4 separate regions of the Sus scrofa genome follow, and regions 1, 2 and 4 are each linked to region 3. The links are chromatin contacts, called in public Hi-C and HiChIP or PLAC-seq maps. All regions are on one chromosome and are shown on one strand. Each heading gives the region's core, a stretch centred on a gene start, on an enhancer-like site or on the middle of the called end of the contact. The rest is flanking DNA. Distances are from core to core; before and after follow the strand shown.

Evidence for each region. Hi-C and Micro-C count contacts between places; a contact is called where the count stands out from the background. HiChIP or PLAC-seq counts read pairs in DNA pulled down with a chosen protein or histone mark.
Region 1: a contact with region 3 is called in an H3K27ac HiChIP or PLAC-seq map of alveolar macrophages. The contact joins the promoter of SELENOS here to the promoter of LRRK1 in region 3. A contact is called at or near these places in 2 of 47 Hi-C or Micro-C datasets (liver and skeletal muscle) and 2 of 2 datasets of contacts at active chromatin or transcription factors (alveolar macrophages and skeletal muscle).
Region 2: a Hi-C map of embryonic fibroblasts shows a contact between it and region 3, with 2.9 times the contacts expected there. The contact joins the promoter of ADAMTS17 here to the promoter of LRRK1 in region 3. A contact is called at or near these places in 3 of 47 Hi-C or Micro-C datasets (embryonic fibroblasts, retroperitoneal adipose tissue and subcutaneous adipose tissue).
Region 4: a Hi-C map of embryonic fibroblasts shows a contact between it and region 3, with 3 times the contacts expected there. The contact joins the enhancer-like site here to the promoter of LRRK1 in region 3. A contact is called at or near these places in 12 of 47 Hi-C or Micro-C datasets (adipocytes, alveolar macrophages, brain and 7 more) and 1 of 2 datasets of contacts at active chromatin or transcription factors (alveolar macrophages).

Annotation. Positions count from the first base shown.
Region 1 is chr1:139,834,976-139,838,188 of Sscrofa11.1, reverse strand. It overlaps SELENOS (selenoprotein S), which reads left to right and starts at 1,266. Exons shown (of 6, transcript NM_001164113.1): 1 at 1,266-1,381; 2 at 2,019-2,153. The coding sequence starts at 1,306.
Region 2 is chr1:139,014,409-139,017,205 of Sscrofa11.1, reverse strand. ADAMTS17 (A disintegrin and metalloproteinase with thrombospondin motifs 17) reads left to right here and starts at 1,525. Exons shown (of 24, transcript XM_013993230.2): 1 at 1,525-1,904; 2 at 2,372-2,736. The coding sequence starts at 1,826.
Region 3 is chr1:139,492,818-139,495,955 of Sscrofa11.1, reverse strand. It overlaps LRRK1 (leucine-rich repeat serine/threonine-protein kinase 1), which reads right to left and starts at 1,830. Exons shown (of 34, transcript XM_021098586.1): 1 at 1,507-1,830.
Region 4 is chr1:139,220,563-139,223,477 of Sscrofa11.1, reverse strand. It overlaps ASB7 (ankyrin repeat and SOCS box protein 7), which reads right to left. Exons shown (of 6, transcript XM_003121646.4): 5 at 933-1,538. Among named protein-coding and RNA genes, the nearest start is that of ASB7, 31 kb to the right of the region's middle. Within about 2 kb of position 1,432, at least 3 of the 83 cell types and tissues checked have an H3K27ac peak or open chromatin away from gene starts, as enhancers often do.

The DNA.
Region 1 (3,213 bases), core at 17-2,516, 340 kb before region 3:
AGGTTGCAGACGAGGCTCAGATCTGGCAGTGCTGTGGCTCTGGTGTAGGCCGGTGGCTACAGCTCCAATTAGACCCCTGGCCTGGGAACCTCCATATGCTGCGGGTGCAGCCCTAGAAAAGACCAAAAAAAAAAAAAAAGTAAAACGTTCAGGCTTTCTTTGCCAAGGCACATGAATTCAAGTTCTTCAGTGAGGAGCCCTTCTTACTGCTTTTCCGACTCAGTGCTGAAAAGGCCCTTGTGAAGTCTCAGAGGTCGCCCCCTTGAGAAAAGTCTGGGTGAGGCAGCCAAGGGAGCCCTGGGCCTCCAGCCTCGCGTGGGCACACACTCTGAGGTCCTCCTGGCCCTATTCCTAATCCTCATCCCTTTTTTTGAGACATGACTAGGTACCTTCACTTTAAATCCTTCTTCAAGAAAATCTCAAGGTCAGATTTCAAAAAGTGTGGTTAACCTTGAGGACGCGGGTTCGATCCCTGTCTTCGCTCAGTGGGTTAAGGATCCGGCCTTGCTGTGAGCTGTGGTGTATGGGTTGTACATGTGGCTGGATCCTGTGTTGCTGTGGCTGTGGCACAGGCCCGGAGCTACAGCTCTGATTCAGCCCCTAGCCTGGAACCTCCGTATGCCCTGGGTGCGGCCTAAAAAGGGGGGGTGGTGGTTAAGGTTGGCCTCAGAGAGGTGGCGGTGGGTGAGGGGTGGAGGTGGGCCAAGAAAACAGCCAGGACGCTATTAAACATAATCATCAAGCCTTGTGACACTCAGTAAGATTCAGTGCGAGGTGGGGCCATTGGTTGTTGGGGTCATTCTTTTTCCAGAGATTTTGATTCTAAAGAATAGAACTCCTAGGCGAGCGGGGACTTTCTGGGCCAGGATTAAGGGTGTGGGCGCAAATCCGGTTTCCAACCTCCCCGGACGACCTCGGTGTCCAATCAAAAGCAAACACTCCCTAAGGAGGTTGTGAGGAAGTCGCCAAGAGGCCGAAGGCGCAGCGAAGCTGGGACACCCCTCAGGCAGCAGGTCACCCCGCCCCTCCCCGGTCTCTCTCAGCTCCTCCGGGATCTAGCCACCGCCCCTCCCGAGCAATCGCTTTTCAAGCCCTCACAACTCTCCCTCCCTCCTCCCCTCTTCCCCGCTGGGTCGCTTCGGCCACGCCCTCGCTACGATTGGCCGAACGCTTGGGCCGGGTCGCGACGCGATTGGCTCGGACGCCTGAATGCCGGCTTGGCGCGCCACGTGTACATAGGGGTTGGCCGGAAGGAGAAGGCTCCAGTTGACGCAGCCGGCCGGGCCAGGCCCTACGCTGGTGGCTATGGAGCAGGACGGGGACCAGCTGTCCGCGCGGCCGGCCCTGGAGACCGAAGGCCTGCGCTTCCTTCACGTCACGGGTGAGTTGGCATGGGCCGCTGGGCAGAGGGTTTGCACCGCCATGTTCGGTGGGTGGTTCTCCGCTGCGCCCGGGCCAGGCCCGGCCGGCACCCGGCTGTCAGCGCCGCACGCAGGCCCGGGCAGTGGGCCCGGAGCGCGCGTGGAAGCCCTCCCAGAGCGGCGCTTCCCTGGGCGGCGCCGTCGACCCTTTTTTTGCGCTAGTCCTTTACTCGATACGGAACAAGCCTTTCCGGGTTGCGGTTACTGGGGTCACTCGCCGCTTGGTGTTTGCCTCAGGCCTCGGCTCCCCGCCCCAAGCGCACCCCCGGCGCTGTGTTAGCCCCGCAAAGTCACCCCTTTCTATATGTTGGCAGAATCTGAAAGGCCTTTGGTCTCCTGAGTCAGTACACTTCCCTTCACCCCTCGAAACCCGGCTGGCGTACCCCACATCCTCCGGACTTGCCCCCTCGTGTTCCCCAAGTGGTTGAGAAGTCCCTTCTCAGTGGTCCCTGAATTGTCGCACTTCTCCCTGTTGTAACTGCCTGCTTAGGAGATCTCAGCCAGACCCGGAAGGAACTAGGCTCATTTTGCCTTTGTGGAATTTCATGGAAAAGCCCCGTCTTTTTTCCTTTCTTGAAAACTGTTTCTTCTTTCCAGTGGGCTCCCTGCTGGCCACCTATGGCTGGTACATCGTCTTCTGCTGCATTCTTCTCTACGTGGTCTTTCAGAAGCTGTCTACCCGGCTGAGGGCCTTGAGGCAGAGGCACCTGGATGGAGCTGCTGCTGCCCTGGGTTAGTGCCTGATAAAAAATCAAGGCGTGGCTTTACACTTACTTAAATATTTCAAAAGTTAGTCTGATATTAAGAGTAAGAAGTACAACTCTATGTAGAAGGGAAACTATTTTATGCTTCTGAAATTGATTTTGGTGAATGTACCATAGGTTTTTGTTTCAGTTGCAGCTTTTAATGGGAGAAAAACTCTGCTTGATGGTGTGTAGGGCACTCCCTGTGTATCTTGTTGCGTGGTTTTTCACTTAACAGCATAGGTTAGAGCTTCACATTTTCTCCATATCCATGGCTCTTGCGGGCTAACTCTGAGCTATCTCTAGAGCCATTGTGAGTGACAAGAAACTCTTTTAGTTTTTCACAGCCACTGCATTTTGATTTCCTCATCAGACCTGATATAGATTATTACACTTGGCTGTTTCAAAAACACATTCCCCCTGAACCAGTAGCTTTTAAGTAGTTGGATGCTAACAGTTGCTGAGGACATATCCTCCAAAAATGTTAAATGTTTTGAACATAACAGCATAATTAAATACAAATTATCGGTCCTCTGAGTCACCACAATTACTGCAGCTGGGGAGGAAAGCAAACATCGTAACACAAAAGTAGGCATGAGTAGAAAGATTTAGAAAATTCCTTCACTCTCCTCTACTATGAAACCCTACAGTCCTGCCGTTCTCTCAGTATTTTTGATTGTTGGTTATACATGCAACAACAGACCACAATTGTAAATTTTGCTTAAGTTGCAGGATTTTAGGAGTTCCGGTCGTGGCTCAGTGGTTAACAAATCCGACTAGGAACCATGAGGTTGCGGGTTCAGTCCCTGGCCTTGCTCAGTGGGTTAAGGATCCGGCGTTGCCATGAGCTGTGGTGTAGGTTGCAGACGCAGCTCAGATCCCGCGTTGCTGTGGCTGTGGCTGTGGCTGGCAGCTACAGCTCCGATTCGACCCCTAGCCTGGGAATCTCCATATGCCGCGGGAGCCGCCCTAGAAAAGGCAAAAAGACCAAAAAAAAAAAAAAGTTGCAGGATTTTATGAAGTGGATGTTGGTGGTGTTAGGGAATGAC
Region 2 (2,797 bases), core at 276-2,775, 480 kb after region 3:
TGGTGAACATTCTAGAATATTGCCAGTTCATTTGTGGTAGTTAGCCAGAAGTGGAACAGCAGAATTGTAGGGTGTGTACAGTATTGTTCTTCAAAGTGGCTATGCCAATTCGCACTCCCTCCCATGGGCAGGACAATGTCCTCTCCAATTCTTGATATTTCCAAGTGCTTCAGTTCGGACAGGCTGGAAGATGAAATGGTATCCTGCTCTTGCTTCAGTTTGCATGCCCTTGCGGACTACTGAGCATCAAGTAGACTCCTGATGGCAGAAGGAATTGTTCCCGCAAGGTAGTGGGGCTGCTACTCCTGGCTTTTAGTAACCAGCCTTTGAGGTGGCTCTTTGCCCAACAAATCTTCACCAAAAAGCTCTCCATGATTTCTTGTGCCACCAGAAGAGGCTGCTGAACCTTCAGTCAGCTGAGGCTGCTTTCAAGGGGAGGGGGAAAAAAACCCAAACTAGGCCATGAGCAAGCTGCATGAGGTTTCCAGGAACTAGGTGTCTGGTGGTGGGTGGCAGCCCCTGGAGCAGTGGAGGGTGCGGTGGACAGAGCAGAAAAGGATTCCACTAGCAGCACCCTAGGGGACACACAGACTAGCAAGTTTGCAGTAGTGAGAGTGATGGGCTTTACTGAGAATCAGTGACACAGCCCACTACCAGGGTTAATGAAATGTCAGGAAAGCTGAACAGTGCTCACTTCTGGATTCCTGTCGATAACATGTAACCCTGGGGTGCATTTTAGATTCTGAGAGGCCCTAAGCAGAGTCCAAGAGGAGTGCTGTTGCCCCTCTGCCTTGAAAAAACGGAAACAGGCAGGACAGGCAAGCAGGGAGGGGGAGGGGAAGAGACATGAGAATGGTTACACCTCAGTTAATTTTGTTTTGTTTTGTTTTTCTTCCAGAACTTGCTCAGTTATGAATGATTCATTCTGTTGCAGAAAGACTTGGGTTCAAGTTCAGTCTTTGCTACTTTGTGTCCCAGTTTCCTAACCTGTAAAACTGGGCTAATATTCCTTCCTACGTGCCATGGAGGGCTCTTGCCGTGGAGAGAACAGCCCCGTCCGCAAGCCAGGAGCCACATTCTAGCTCTTGCTGGGATACAAACCCACTGGCTAACTCAGCAAGCTCCTTATGCTCACTCTCGCCCCCTCAGTGTCTAAGTCTGTAAGAGTGTGTGATCTCGCCTGTGCCACCAGCTTCCGTGCAGATAAAGATGACAGGAGGTGTGAAGGATTTGCATAAACACCTCTCCCTTGGAAGTGGCTAGCCATCCCGTGCAAAGTTGCGCACCTAGAGCAAGAAAGTGCCCAGCTACAGACAACCCAAATTGGTTTTACTTTAGATGCAGAGAAAATATACTTTTATGGATGATATCTGTTGGCTAGGATTTCTGGACTGTCTTTTTGGGAAGCTGAGCAGCAGGGTTTGAGAGGGTTACAAAAATGGGGACAAACTTTGAAGACCAGTCAGGTGTCCTGGGTCCTCCTCAACAGCGCGGCTCCAGACGGCTCCCTTGCGCCACCTGGTGCCCCCTCCCCGCCACTGCCCAGAAACCACGTGTAAGAAAATTCTTACAACCTAACTACGCACCCTGGTTTAGACCCTTCTTAGCCAATAGAGAAGGGGGAGGCGGGGTAAAGCAAAGCGAGAGTCCTATCATCTCCAGCTTTCCGAGGAGAAGGCGGGGCTTGGGATTTACCACGTTGGGTTTGTCCGCAGCGCTAATTACTTTTTCCAAAGGCTGGAGGGCTTCACTCCGGCTGGCGCCGCCGCCTCGCGCGCTCCTGTTCCGCCGCGACCGTCAAGGGGGGCTGCTCCTCCCAAGTACCATGTGTGACGGCGCCCTGCTGCCTCCCCTTGTCCTGCCCTTGCTGCTGCTGCTGGTTTGGGGACTGGACTCGGGTGCAGGTAACGCTCCCTCTACTCCCGCCCCTTAGCTCGTGCTTCTCGCGGCCACCTTCCTTCTGCCCTCCCGAGGCATCTTGGCGGCCTCCGCCTGCCGGCGTGGCCGGGATCCGGCGGCCGACAGCTGACAGCTCCCGGGTCCAGGGGGCGCGGGCCGCGGCCGGAAGACTGGGCTCCAGGCGGCTCCCGGGCGGTCGCGCCGCCGCCAGTTCTCCGGACGCCGATGCGGCGGCCGTATTCCCGGAGGTGCTCGGGTAGCCCAGCCGGAGACCTTTCCAGGGTGGCGCGGGGTCTGGGGAGAGGCGCTGAGTGGCATGGAGGTGCCTGGGCGAGATAAGGAAAGAGAGCAACGGCTCGGGGCCGTGTTGTCTCTGGGCTGGCGCGGGATGCCCAGCGCTGGACCTCGCGCTCGGTGGGCGGGCGGCGGGGCGGCCGGGCCCCGGCGCGCTGACGCGTCTCCTCTCTTACAGCGGTCGGCGACGCGGCGGCCGACGTGGAGGTGGTGCTCCCGCGGCGGGTGCGCCCAGACGCCGTGCACCTGCCGCAGCTGCCTGGCGCCCCAGGGCCGCGAAGACGTCGGCGACCCCGCGCGCCCCCCGCCGCCCCGCGTGCCCGGCCTGGCGAGCGCGCCCTGCTGCTGCACCTGCCGGCCTTCGGGCGCGACCTGTACCTGCAGCTGCGTCGCGACCTCCGCTTTCTGTCCGGCGGTTTCGAGGTGGAGGAGGCTGGCGAAGCAGGGCGCCGTGGACGCCCCGCCGAACTGTGCTTCTACTCGGGCCGCGTGCTGGGCCACCCCGGCTCCCTCGTCTCGCTCAGCACTTGCGGCGGCGGCCTGGTACTGCCCGCACCCCCTTGGGGTCTGCCTGGCGATCCCTCGCAGAGTTGGGAAGGGGAAT
Region 3 (3,138 bases), core at 581-3,080:
GGAGACTTTCAGGTAAATTAAAGGAGTAATTCAAAAGATAGAGTAGGAACACACAGCCATTGGCAACTGCAAGGACATACACAGAGAGATGTGAGAGTGAGGCTGGGTTTAGAGGGGGTGGCTGGGTGGGGAGGCAATGGCCAGGTGATCTGAGACGGCAGAAGCCAGATCAGCTGCAGGGATGCGGACGGGAGGAGGTCTTCTGGATTTCGTGACAAGCATAAGGAGATGTTATTGAAGGGTTACAAGCAGAAGACTGACACTCTCGAATTTACCTTAAAAAAAAAAAAATCACCATGGCTGCCAAATGGAGACTGGGCGTATGGGAAGCACTGCAATTGCACAGGTAAGAGATGCTGGTGGCTTGGACTAGAGTGGGCCATAAAAAGGAAGGGGATGGACCCCACACACCTTTGAGACCCAACAGGACTTGCTAACCATTGAATTCAAGGAATGAGGAGTTGGGACAAGGGACGACTCCTAGGTTTTTGATCTGAGCAACTGTGCCTACTACCTTTAGTATGAGGCCACCCCCTGAGATGTGGAGGCTTGGGGCAGGGCCCCCAAAACCTTCTGCAGGACAAATTAGGTGTGAGGTTTGTATGTTTCTAACTTTTTTATTCTTCCGGGGCATAAACAAAGATAATGAAGCCAAACGACCAAAGGAGGGGAATGTTAACATTTTTCCAAATCCTGCATATTCTAGTTGTCCCCTTAAGGCCCAGGGGAATTTGGACACAATAAGTGACAAAGTCTGAAAATGGTGTGTTTGGTGAGAGGCTCACCAAAAACAAACTACAGGCTCCCGTATCTCTCCTTCTCAGACCCCTGCAGGGGGATGTGCTCCTGAGAGAAAAGCTTCTTGACCTCAAACAAAGAGGGGCTGGTCGAGCCCAGCACAGAAGTCGCCCAATTATTCGTTATCATATCCCTCCGACCCCCAGCCTTCCTCGGCAGCCTTCCTCGGCTGCCTTCCTCGGCTCCCTTCCTCATTCCACCACATCCGCGCTCATCTCCTGCGCCTCTGCCGGGAGGTCGCCGCAGAGACCGCCAAGGTGGTGGCGGGGTTTTATCCGCACCGCCGGAGATCCGACCCTCAGGCCAGAAGAGGGCCTCAGCCTGAGGGTGGGATGAAGATGCGCCGGCCGTCGCGCACCAGGCCGTCGGGGCAGGGAGCTGCTGCTTCCCCACACCCCCGCGCTCACACTCAGCTTACACTCTCGCTCACAAGCACATTCACTCTCAGGCTCACACAACGCACACGCGCTCTCACGGCCACTCCGACTTGAAGGAAGCGAGTTTTTCCAAAGGCGGAGGGAGAAGTACTCCTTGCTCGAGTCTGCTCTCCCTGCCCGGGCCCCGTCCCGGGGGGTCTCGGGTTCCCCGCCTGGGCCTCGTGCCCCGTGAGCGCGGCGGCAGGCGGCGGGGCCATGAGCCCTGGGGTCGCCCTGCGCCCGGGGCCTGGCGGCGGGTCCCCTGGCGGGGCGCGGGCCCGGCGGCGCTTACCTGAGGCGGCCGGCGCCTTGGACTCTGCGCTGAGCGCGGGCGGGGAGGAAGACGGCGGATCCGGGCCGGGCCGCCCCTCTGCCCTCCGCCCCTGCGCCTCTGGCCGCTCGCGGGGCCGGGCCAGACACACACTTCCTCAATCCTGAGGAGGGCGGGCGGCAGGCGGCGCGAAGGGTGCGTAGCGAGGGTCGGAGCGGCGGCGTTGCCAAGGAACTGGTTCGGGGAGCACCCCCACCACCACCTCCCCGACCTCCCGCCTCAGTTTCCCTGCTGCAAATCCCAGGCGATCGCGCTCATTGCTCCTGGCCCGGAGGCCCCCCGGCCCTTCCCGCTTTGGGACATCCTGCTTTCCACGCGGGGCGGGCGCGGCGCTGAGAGTGGTCGTTCTCTGCTCAACCCAGCTTCCCCTGCCCCTCTGATCCGCTCCGCTGCAAAATCCGCTGATGAACCTCTGACTCATATATGTAGATCGTATACTCTGGCAGTAAATATGGAAAAGACGGGAATATTCATTTGTGTAAAACTATAGAGCAGACTAGAAATGTGTAACTTTAAAGCTTTAATAGTTTTCAAACTGCACCCCTTCTACCACATGAATTTACTAATGTAATTATGGATGTATACAAATATGTCACTGTTTGGTGAATCATTTTAAATTGCCTGGGGTTATTTTTGAGGGGGGAGGTGGTAGATAAACATTGGGGCATATAGGCAGTTTATTATGTTTCAAGCTACCTTAACTATGTTCCCACCAGTGAGGCCATTGTACAAACGCAGAGCATAAAGATGTATGTCCATGCTTGCAGACAGGCATGGATTTGGCTCCATGTGCCCACCGGGTAAAGAGAAGCCGGTTTGGAAAAAAGCAGATGATTCTTCACCCTGGCAGGACCTGCCTCCTAGGCTCCTCTCACGTAGTGTTACGACTAGAACATTCCCAGGATTTACCCCAAGGCACAAAGACAAATTGCCACCACCCTTACTTCCATTTCACAAAAGCCAGGCAGCTGCAGGGCCATCACGTCACCTCGCGGAAACCCAGGACTGTGGCCCCTCGGACAAGCTCCTTGGGCCCCTCTTTGGCGAGGGGACCGCCGGGCAGCTTTGCTTTACTCCCAAGAGGTTGTCCCTCTAATTCTCCTGGACTGGACGCCCTTTCAAAAGGGTGGGTGCAGTTTTGCAATCCTACCCTCATCACCGCGGTTCTAATTCCAGTATGCAAAAGGCGTTAATATGATTGCTACCGAAAAGTCCCTAATAATTTGCAAGGCGTGGCGTCCACGGTGTTGAGTGAGCCCGCGAATCTCCACAAAGCGCCCCAAGGGCGCGCGGCCCTGCCATCTAGCGGCACCGTGAGGAAGTGCATGCCCAGTGCTTGAGCAGACAACTAGTGGACGTGGCCAATGGGGGGGGGGCAGCAATTCAATTTCCCTTTTAAGTAAGCCTGGGAACCGTCTTGGAAATGTCTCCACTGTAGAAAACCGTTGGGATAGTCTACACACAGGGGGCTTGTTTCAAGCTGATTATATACCAGCATTTAACTCCATCCGTTAGGCGTGTGTTAGTTACAGGTTTACAGGGGGCCATTGCTAGGTCAGTTAAGATTTCCACTGCTTTTTTTTTTTGGCCTTG
Region 4 (2,915 bases), core at 183-2,682, 270 kb after region 3:
TGGCTCTGCTCTATATGTAGTGAAGAACTCAAACACAAAGAGGCAGTCACATCCATTTTTCTATCTGCCCTAATTTTAAAGGTACATGTGGAGTTCCTTGGTGGCACAGTGCGTTAAGAATAAGGCATTGTTAACTGCTGTGGCTCTAGTTGCTGCTGTGGTGCAGGTTCAATCCCTGGCCTGGTAACTTCCACATGCCCTGGGCACAATGGGAAGGGGAGAGAAGGGAAATAATACAACACACGCGTCGCTACACATGGTGGGTTGGACACTTCCTGGCTTAAAAAAAAGTGCCTGTTTGCACAAAAACAGGTCAGTTACAATGTCCTGTGTGGGCCAGGGACAGTGGCACTATATTTTCCACTGATAGTTAATTTTTTCCTTACAACAATTGCTACAACCCTTACAACCCTTAACCTGCATTACTCAGATATGTAAGTAAATAACACTGCTGTTCCATTTCATGTGTCCCACACTGTAATGAAGTAGAAAAGCAACAATAAAATATGAGCAAGAGCTTAGCCATAGAGCGCAAATTCTAGCTCACTTTCATAGCTATGGATGCCAATATCCAAAATCCTCCTTCTAATTCCTCAATCTTAATTCCACAAAAGCCTGGAAATACTATGCTTATGAATAGCAGGAAGTGCCTTGTTCTAACATCGATCTTTGTTAATTTAAAAAATTCTCCTGTTTCTTTTTCTCCATTTCTTCTCTCACCCCACCCTATCTACTCTCATTACTTCTAGTAACACAACTGTTTTTTTATGAAATCTTGTGATGTGGAGCCTTCTTTTCATTTTACTTACCAGGTAGGGCTAACAGGAATCATTCATGTCTGGCCATTTTAAGTTGTAAAACACCTTAAGCTCCTCAGAAGATGCAATTGAAAAAAAAAAAAAAGTAGTAATAGTAATAATTAAATTACATACTTGTGACTTCCTGTAAGAAATCCAAACACGGTCGACTACTTCCAGAAATGCTTATTGAAACAGCCAGTGGGGTCTGTCCTTCATAGTTCCTTGTGTTCGTGTCCGCTCCATAATTATATAACATCCGCGCACAAAGCACGTCATCCCTAAGGGCAGACAGATGTAATGGCGTCTGTCCATCTTCTAAGCGACCCAAGTTTGTGTCTGCTCCTCTTTGAAGGAACATTCGGCAATAAGAGTGATTGCTTTTGATCACAGCGTATCGCAACAGGAAACCGTTCTGAATGTCGATATTGGCATTGTGGTCCAGGAGGATCTTCACACAGCTCGACCTCTCCCGGATAATGGCAAGCTGAAGCGGTGTTGTGCCTTTATCACTGAGTGGGTCGACCTCAGCCTTGAACTCCAGGAGGAGTCGGACGAATGAGTCCCTACCATAGTGGGCTGCCACATGCAGGGGGGTCCAGCCATCATTGCTTTTGGCATTAATGATGTCGCTCCTGTATTCGGATTCCAACATGAGGCGTGCAATCCGGGCCCGGCCATGCATGGCTGCGTAGTGAAGAGCAGTGAAGCCTCCGATTAAGTCCTTCACTGTGGGATCAGCTAGAGTGAGAACCAAATGGAAAAACATTAGCAGACTCTGTGACAAAGCAATGAACTCTGCCATGGGATGGCACATCTTAGCCGACTCTTGTTCGAAATGTGAAATGATGAAACAGTATAATGAATACCACGTACTTCTCAGCTTAACCCAAGCAGAGTTTTAATGGAAAATAAATTTTACTAGAGAGTTATCAAAGCTGGGTTAACAGGATGAACATGACTTACAAAGTGTTTAGAAGATGTACACAAAAAACAGAGTCCAGATCACCACATCCCTTCTCTTTGCTAATTGAACCAACTGCCCTTGGCTTCCCAACTCCCTCATCTCTGCACTGTTTCATGCTTCTCTTCTGTTTTGAACTTTTTATTTTATTTTCTCTTGTGCTTCTTCTTGGTCTTAAAGAGAAGCATGTGTAGCAACATCTGCTGCTCTAAATTACGGATGTACTGCGGTCTGGCAGACTGTGTTGTTTTAGGCTGTATTAGTTTAAAAAAAAAAAGTTTTTCTGTGGTCTGTAAAAATTCCAAAGCTTGTAAGATATATGCTAAGTGATCTTGATAAATTATGTTTTCATAAGATAAAAGTCTATTCTGAATTCTTCATTTTACAAGAATCTTGGTAAGAGTTAAGCAGCACACATTGTGTGAAAAGTTGGGAGAAACCTCAGCACTGTATAAATATTATTTTCTAAAACACTTTCAAAACTCTCTCCTAAATTGACAGATCTCTTGAAGAAAGAAAAGAAATAAAAGAGAGAAAGAAACAAAAATGATTTATCAGCTATGTTACTCCTCAAGTCACAGAAATTTTGTCACCTGCCCCCAATCTTTCCTGAAGCCAGGGGTCAGTTCTGCACACAACTCATCCTACTGGCCTTCCTGAGCAGGGGCAGAAAAGGGGAAGAACCCTCAGAGGATGCAGGTCACTTCCTGGAGGCCAGCAATTCCATGTGAAGATAACTGGGCAGACCTAACTACCTAGGATTAAAATGCTTTCTCCTGGAGTTCCCATCATGGTGCAGCAGAAATGAATCCTACTAGGAACCATGAGGTTGCAGGTTAGATCCCTGGCCTTGCTCATCGGGTTAAGGATCCGGCGTTGCCATGAGCTGTGATGTAGGTCACAGACACGGCTTGGCTCTGGTGTTGCTGTGGCTGTGGTGTAGGCCAGCAGCTACAGCTCCTATTAGACCCCTAGCCTGGGAACCTCCATATGCCACAGGTGCACCCCTAAAAAGACAAAAATAAAATACAATAAAATGCTTTCTTCTCATAAGAGTCATCCTTAATTTTTCATTTGTTCATAAAAAAAAAATTCATGCATGTTCTACAAACAAACAAATGAGACGCCTCCAAAATTATATGATCAAACACTCA